2 separate regions of the Sus scrofa genome follow, and region 2 is linked to region 1. A link is a contact called in public Hi-C data. All regions are on one chromosome and are shown on one strand. Each heading gives the region's core, a stretch centred on a gene start, on an enhancer-like site or on the middle of the called end of the contact. The rest is flanking DNA. Distances are from core to core; before and after follow the strand shown.

What was found. Hi-C and Micro-C count contacts between places; a contact is called where the count stands out from the background.
Region 2: a Hi-C map of skeletal muscle shows a contact between it and region 1, with 2.8 times the contacts expected there. The contact joins two enhancer-like sites. A contact is called at or near these places in 4 of 47 Hi-C or Micro-C datasets (embryonic fibroblasts, heart right ventricle and skeletal muscle).

Annotation. Positions count from the first base shown.
Region 1 is chr1:251,925,941-251,930,002 of Sscrofa11.1, reverse strand. All of the region lies in intron 1 of LPAR1 (lysophosphatidic acid receptor 1), which reads left to right. Among named protein-coding and RNA genes, the nearest start is that of LPAR1, 50 kb to the left of the region's middle. Within about 2 kb of position 1,807, at least 18 of the 83 cell types and tissues checked have an H3K27ac peak or open chromatin away from gene starts, as enhancers often do. A contact at or near this core is called in skeletal muscle, where this site is marked.
Region 2 is chr1:252,183,724-252,187,785 of Sscrofa11.1, reverse strand. No RefSeq gene overlaps it. Among named protein-coding and RNA genes, the nearest start is that of KIAA0368, 140 kb to the left of the region's middle. Within about 2 kb of position 1,900, at least 13 of the 83 cell types and tissues checked have an H3K27ac peak or open chromatin away from gene starts, as enhancers often do. A contact at or near this core is called in skeletal muscle, where this site is marked.

The DNA of each region.
Region 1 (4,062 bases), core at 558-3,057:
CACAACTGATTCCCCCCCCCCTTTTTTTTTTCTTTTTATGGCCTCATCTGTGGCACATGGAAGTTCCTGGCCAAGGGTTAAAATGGAGCTGCTTCTGTGGCCTATACCACAGCCACAGCAACACTGGATCCGAGCTGCATTTGCAACCTCCTCTGCATCTTACAGCAACACTGGATCCTTAACCCACTGAGCGAGGTCAGGGATTGAACCCGCATCTTCACAAAGACAATGTCAGGTCCTTAACCTGCTGAGCCACAATAGCAACTCCCACAACTGATTTTTTTAATGTTGATTTTTCTATCTTGCAACTTTACTGAATGAGTTTATTACTCCTAACAGTTTTTTTTTTTTGATGGAATCGTTAGGCTTTTCTATATATAAGATTATATAGTCTGCAAGCAGACAACTATTTAATTGTTTGCTGTCTCTTTGGATGTCTTTTATTTTTATTGCCTTATTGCTCTGGTTAGGACTTATCTGTGTTGAATAGGAGTGGTAGAGTGGTCATCCTTGTCTTGTTCCTGAACTTAGTGGGAAAGATTTCAGCCTTTTATCACTGAGTATGATGTCAGCTGTCTGTCTGTCATATATAGGTTGAGGTACATTCCTTCTCTACCCAGTTTGAGTTTTTATCATGCACGTATGTTGAATTTTGACAAATGCTTTTCTATATCTACTGAGAGGATAGTATTTCTTTTTTCTTTTTTCTTTTTCTTTTTGCTTTTAAGGGTTGTACCTGTGGCATATGCAAGTTCCTAGGCTAGGTGTCATATCAGAGCTGCAGCTGCTGACCTATGCCATAGCCATAGCAACACCAGATCCAAGCTGCATCTGCGACCTGCACCACAGCTCACAGCAATGCCGGATCCTTAACCCACTGAGCAAGGCCAGGGATTGAACTCACATCCTCATGGATACTAGTCGGTTTCTTAACCTGCCGAGCCACAGTGGAAAAAATTCCAAGCATTGTATAATTTTTATCCTGTATTCTATTAATGTTATATATCATAGTGATTAATTTTCTCATGTTGACCCATTCTTGTATCCCAGAGGTAAATCCTACCTGATTGTGGTGTTTGATCTTTTTAATGTGTTGTTGAATTTGGCTTGCTAGAATTGAGAATCCTGTAGTTTTCGTGTAGTGTCCTTCTTTGGCTTTGGTATCAGGGTAATGCTAACCTTGTAAAATGAGATTTGGGGTGTTTTCTTCTCTACAATTTTTTCAGAGTTTGAGAAAGATTGGTATTTTCAGAGTTTGAGAAAGATTGGTATTGTCTTGAAATGTTTGGTAGAATTCACCAGTGAAACCTTCTGGTCTTAGTCTTTCCTTATGGGAGAATTTTGTCTACTTTTGAAAAAATCTCCTTACTCATTATTGGTCTGTTCAGTGTTTCTGTTCATGATTCTGTCTTGGTAGGTTGAATGTTTTTAGGAATTTATCCATTTCTTCTAGATTATCCAATTTGTTGGCATACAGTCATTTGTAGTCATGCCTCTTGTTCTTTTGTAACTAGTTGTAACCTGGCTGAAACTTGTTTGGAGATAGATAAGGTCCAGAAACAAAGTAATTGATGGAATAACTGCCTTTGCTTTGAAACGAGCTTCTTGTTTGGAGCTCCTTTCCTAGTTCTGGGCCACATTTCCTTATGTCTCTTCCGTGCGATGGGTGTACTGCCATCACCAGTCGCCTGGCTGTGAAAGAGTTAATGGTTCCCAGTACCAGCCACTGACATAGGCAGTAGGGGAAATCTGGCTCACTTTGTTTCAAAATACACCATACCTCAAATAAGTACAAACAGCTGCAGTGCAGGATCGGGGCCAAAAGAAATCCGTGTGGTGCTCTGAACTCCACCCTAGAAGAGTTGATGTAACACGGATCTGAGGTCGGGCTCTAAAACGAAACCATCAGGCCCCAGGAGACGAGTTGAGTCCTTGCCTGGCATTCCCAGTCACCTCCACAACCACCCGTCAGAGAAACTGGCGTGGTTCAAGGTGACCTTGCTCTTTGCCCTGTGGACTCACTTTTTCTGCCATGGGCCAAACACCCTCCATCGAGTTTCTCAGAACCCAGAACTACCGTAGTGTGACATGAAGATGTCGTGGAACCCAAAAGATTTATAGATATGTTAGCAGTTCATTTTATTTCCCTGTCTTGCCCTAAAACAGCCATCATGCTCGCTCTGGCCCTACAGCACACTCTCCTTTTCAAGCCCTAAGAAAGTGTTGGTCAGGCAGAAACTGCTGCCACTGAGTCTGGTTATTTCTTCACCTCTCAGATTTTTTAGGTAATGTCAGTTTATCAAAACATTTTTTTGGAGTTCCCGTCATGGTGCAGCGGAAACAAATCTGACTAGGAACCACGAGGTTTCGGTTTCGATCCCTGGCCTGGCTCAGTGGGTTAAGGATCCGGCATTGCTGTGAGCTGTGCTGTAGGTCGCAGATGTGGCTCGAATCTGGCATTGCTGTGGCTGTGGGGTAGGCTGGTGGCTACAGCTCCGATTTGGCCCCTAGCCTGGGAACCTCCATATGCCATAGGTGTGGCCCTAAAAGGACAAAAGACCAAAAAAAAAAAAAAAGTTTTTTTTTTTTTTTTTTTCCCCTGAGTCCCTTTATATCAGAATTCCCTTTTCATGTTATAGTGCCTTTCTGCTCTTTGGAATGACTGTATAATTCCTTTCATACGAGTTTCTGTATGACACTTCATTCTCTTCATATTTGGGTTTTTCCTGTAATTTTTTTAGACATGCAGGACAGTATCTTTCGGGCTGATGGTTGGATGGCTAGAGGTCTCTCAAGTGGCACCTCACCACTGTTTCAGGTCTCCAATTGGTTTCTAGGTCACATCTCGGGCAGAGGGGCTTTGTGGCTACTTTGTGGTTTTATTATCTCTTCACAGTTTATAAAAAAAAAAAAAGGCTTCTTTTCCTTTCCATTTTCTGCTGCTTTGGTGATAAGCAGTGTCACCCATCATTTCAAGAGATGTCCACTGTTACACGTAAAACCCTTTCATAAAAGGAAAACAGGTGTTTCGAACACCACGCAAGTTTGGGAGGGGAGGGAAGGGCTCCTTTTTGGTTATTTGTTATCAGCGTCATATGTGAATAGAGTCCTTTAATTCCCTTTGCTTCACATTGCTGATTTCCTCAACAAGCGTGATTCATGTTGGAAATGTTACTCACAGCATTGTTCCATCAGGGAACAAGGCCAGCCTTGCCTTCCTGATTTCCTAAGGTGCCAAAAGCACGGTATGTGCATCCTCAGGAAAACGACAGCATTTACGTATCCTCAGCTTAGATGGGACCAGCGCATCCTCTAGCCCAATACGAATCCCACTGTTTGCAAGAGACCCACCCTGTCAAGAGGGACCTCACTGAGGAAGAGCGATGAACATTGTAGTGGGAAAGGGAATAAAATGAAATGCCTCGTTTTTCCCGCGGTGGGTTAGATACTGGGGTTGTATTTAACAGATCTGAGTCCCCTCCCCCCAAACTAGGAGCAGGATGTCTTCAGTCTAGACTTAGACCGTACGCTGATTTTGTTTCTGAAAGCTCTTATCTCTGGTTTAATGAGACGTTCATGAAGGAAACTCGTTTCTTATTTGGCTCTTGAACTCCGAAAGTAAACAAAACTTTCATATTTTTGAATAGCACGTTGTGGGCCAAACAACATCTGGAAGCGATTATGCTCACCAGTTGGTAGAAGAAATTTCATAATCCACCCTCCTCAAAGAACATGGTACCTCGTCACATTTTCCCCACATCCTGGAAACAGAAGAACATCCTAAGATGTTCTTAGGATGCCATTTGTGGGGTACCTGCCCTCTTTGTCTTGCATTGAATGTAAATGTGCGTCTCCGATATGCTAATATGTCGCTAGCTATTGAAAATACAGCAAAATTGGGTGGAGTGATGCTGTTTGGGATCCAGACTTCTCCTTTTTCAAAAGACCTATTTGACGTTTTGGCAACATGCCTCTTCTCCTCTGCCATTTGTCTGAGATTTCTTTTCCTGTCTTCTCTAAAATTAGGCACATGTGTGTCTGGGGTAGTCATGTCATTTGTAA
Region 2 (4,062 bases), core at 651-3,150, 260 kb before region 1:
GCAGGTTCTAAAAGTCCAGCCCTCTTACCCCTAAGTTAGGATGGTTCTGAAGGATAATTCAGCTCTTGGAACTCCTCGGAGAATCAGGTAAGGCTTCTCTTGATATTGTATCACCCCAACTTCTGCTCTTCCCCAGGTGTTTAACCTCAGAGCACTCCCTAGTAAACTTTTTTACATACTAACCTCCGTTGTCAGAGACAACTCGTGTTAGTCTGAAAACTGCTAAAAGTCTTTCAATATCATGCCTTGTGGTTTTATGATGTAGGGCATATATACACACACAAGTAAGAATTCTGTGAAGACACATGGGTGTACTTACCTGCTCCCTCCCTCCCTTGTTTTGGAGAACAGAATGATGAATGTAATAGTCAAATGAGACTGACTTCATTAAAATGTATTTCCGAAGCAGTGCGTGGAAGGAATACTTGTGAAAAAATCAAACCTTTTGAAAACATCAAATCTGCTAAATAGTCAACTTCAGGGGAATTGCCTACAGTGAAAATTATACAGTGGGTTTTGATATTAATTTACAACTGGTGTGTCACTGTGAGAGTTTTTCCATATTCTATCAGGCCTAGATTTCTTTTCGCAAATAATTTAGGTTCTATTGATCTTTTTCCATAGAGTGGACATGATGAAGCTTTTATCTATTTATTTATTTTTGTCTCTTTAGGGCTGCACCCATGGCATATGCAGGTCCCCAGGCTAGGGGTCGAATTGGAGCTGTAGCTGCCAGCTTACGCCACAGGCACAGCAACGCAGGATCTGAGCCGCATTTGCGGCCTACACCCATAGCTCACTGCAATGCTGGATCCTTATCCCACTGAGTGAGGCTGGGGATCGAACCCGCCTCCTCATGGGTACTAGTGGGGTTTGTTAACTGCTGAGCCATGACAAGAACTCCTGGTGAAGCTTTATTGGCATGGCATGTCATTTTTGAGGACATTGAGATAGAGTACCAGCCAAGGAAGATTTCCTCTAAATGGTGAAAGGAATGTTAAAGATAATAGTATTCAGGAGTTCCCGTCGTGGCTCAGTGGTTAACGAATCCGACTAGGAACCATGAGGTTTCGGGTTCGACCCCTGGCCTTGCTCAGTGGGTTAGGGATCCAGCGTTGCTGTGAGCTGTGGTGTAGATCGCAGACGAGGCTCGGATCCCTTGCTGTGTCTCTGGCGTAGGCCGGTGGCTACAGCTCCGATTCGACCCCTAGCCTGGGAGCCTCCATATGCTGTGGGAGCAGCCCAAGAAATGGCAAAAGATGAAAAAAAAATAGTATTCAAATACAGAGGGATAAGAACTCTAGCAGAGAATAAAGATCTGAGCGTGGGACTGCAGGATGGATGTTCCCTCTTAGGACATCAGTTGCGTCCAGCAGGAAGGGTCTGTTTCTCCTCCTTCTTCTGTCTCCTTTCAAAATGCATATTTGTATTTTGGATTATCTCTTTCCATGTGTTTTGATGCTCTTTCTACCTGAATCTGATCTTCTTAATGCCCTATTGTTAGTTGAAAGTAACCTATGTCTCTTGTTGAAATAATTAGTTTCACCTGAAAAGGCAAATGCCTTGATTGTTTGACAAGATAAATTTATTGACTTTTTTTTTTTTTTTTTTTTTTTGCCACAAAAAGTTCCCGGGTTAGGGATTGAACCCAGCCACAGCAGTGACCTGAGCCACAGCAGTGACAACACCGGGTCCTTAACTGCTAGGCCACCAGAGGACTCCTGTGAATGTCTTTTGATTGGCTTTTTTCAACTCGATTTATTTTGAATCTTGGGCTCATGCTAATTTTTATAGGCACACTAGGGGGCACTGTTGAGTTATAAATAGCCCAATAGTGTTTGCCTGGTTTCTATTAATGCTGAACTTGCAACTCCTTTCATTGATGTCAGTATTTCACCTTCTGTGCTAGCAGTAGGATATGAAAAAGATGTGGCTATTTGCTTCCAGTGTAGAAAAAATAACAATGACTTAGAACAGTGCTTGTTGAAAGTTAAGGAAGAAAAATGCATACTTGTGAAGGAGTACAATTTTTTTTTCTTTTGACATTTTTTGGGTTAGAAATTCACATTAGCGATACAGCCAGTATACAAACCACAGTTGTAGCAACCAGAGAAAGAAACAGGATATGACTGCCTTTGTAAGATGCTCATAATATTCCCAGGGAGGCAGGGGAAAACTCCATTCATCTGCACTTTATTCAGAATGTTCTTTTCTTTTACTTGTCATTTTGGAATGGATTTAACTGTTGCTAAAAAGTTACAGGAACAGCAGCCTTAGAGCTAGAAATCATCTGTTTCTTCACAAAACAAGTTCACCCCAGATCAGCCATGTGACCTGCCCCAGCGGTGCCCAGCCCTCTGACCTGGGTCTTGGTGAAACAGCGTCCCTTTGGGGACTGAAAAAGAATTCATATTCTAAGTCCCTCATGCTATTTCTCTCAAGTTTGCTGCTGCTAGAATGTTGAGTGCTTTTTCCTTTTAAACTAGATACCGAGAAGTAAAACTAAAAGCCCAAATCCATTCAGCAGAGAATTCAGTGTACAGATTTGGGTTAAAATAAGCCACAAATATTTGAGCAGTATCATGATATACATTGCAGTGAATGAAAGAGTGGGTTAGGGTGATTTGAGTTTTCTCATTGGTAAGAGATAGAGTAGTTATGTGCCCATTTAAATTGTTTTCAATATTATTCAAGCCAATCTCAGAAGACTCAAATTTTTTTTTTTTTTGCCTTTTCAGGGCCACACCTGTGGTATATGGAGTTTCCCAGGCTAGGGGTCTAATCAGAGCAGATGCTGGCCTATGCCATAGCCACAGCAAGGCAGGATCCGAGCCGTGTCTGCAACCTACACCACAGCTTGTGGCAATGCTGGATCCTTAACCTTCTGAGCGAGGCCAGGGATCGAACCCTCAATCTCATGGTTCCTAGTCGGATTCATTTCCGCTGCGCCATGATGGGAACTCCAGAAGGGTCTTAATTTAAAACATTTTTGTGTGCGTGTTAATAGAATCAGGCATAAGTCTTTTTTTTTCTCCCATCAACACTTAATATAGTTATATCAGTTTACAAATATTTTAGGAAAGATGTGCTTTCAATGATTTCCATTAAAAAGCATTTACTGGAGTTCCCCTTGTGGCGCAGCAGAAACGAATCCGACTAGGAACCATGAGATTGAGGGTTTGATCCCTGGCCTCGCTCAGTGGGTTAAGGATCCAGTGTTGCAGTGAGCTGTGGTGTAGGTTGCAGATGCGGCTCGGATCTGGTGTTGCTGTGGCTGTGGTGTAGGCTGGCAGCTACAGCTCTGATTAGACCCCTAGCCTGGGAATCTCCATATGCTGTGGGTGCGACCCTGAAAAGACAAAAAAAAAAAAAAAAAAAAAAAAAAAAGCTAAAAAAGCATTTACTAAAAAGCATTTATTTATGTAGTTACTATGTACAGCTAGTTATTTGTGACTCCTAGTCATCTGATGTCCACCCTCCACTGAGGCACCAGACACACCTGAATTTGCATCCCAGCCCAGTGGGTTGTTCATCCTGCAACTCTCTAGGGCAACTTAGTTGATACTTGAGTTTCAGATTGTTGAAGATAATAATAGTTTCATCATAAAGGCTTTGTAGGGATGAAATGAGGCACTAATGTAGTTGAATGGGCAAAGTATTCAATGGAATCTAGTGTGCTCCCTTTTGCAGCTACTTAAGACCAGTGATGATGCAATCAATAGACAGAAACAGTAAGAGTTCAAACTGCCACACTGTTGTGTGTCCACACATCAGCCTGGAAAAGTCTCACAAAGGCAAAGAAAATACTACGAGGGGAAATGCACATTTCATGCACTAGGGTGTCAAAGGAAAAGCATTTCTCCTGTCCAAAATTTAGAATACACATGAGCTATTTATAATATAGGCTGCACTCCACAATATTTTATTAAAAAAATTTTTTTTTTGTCTTTTTGCCTTTTCTAGGGCCGCTCCTGTGGCATATGGAGGTTCCCAGATTAGGGGTCTAGTCGGAGCTGTAGCTGCTGGCCTACACCAGAGCCACAGCAACACAGGATCCGAGCC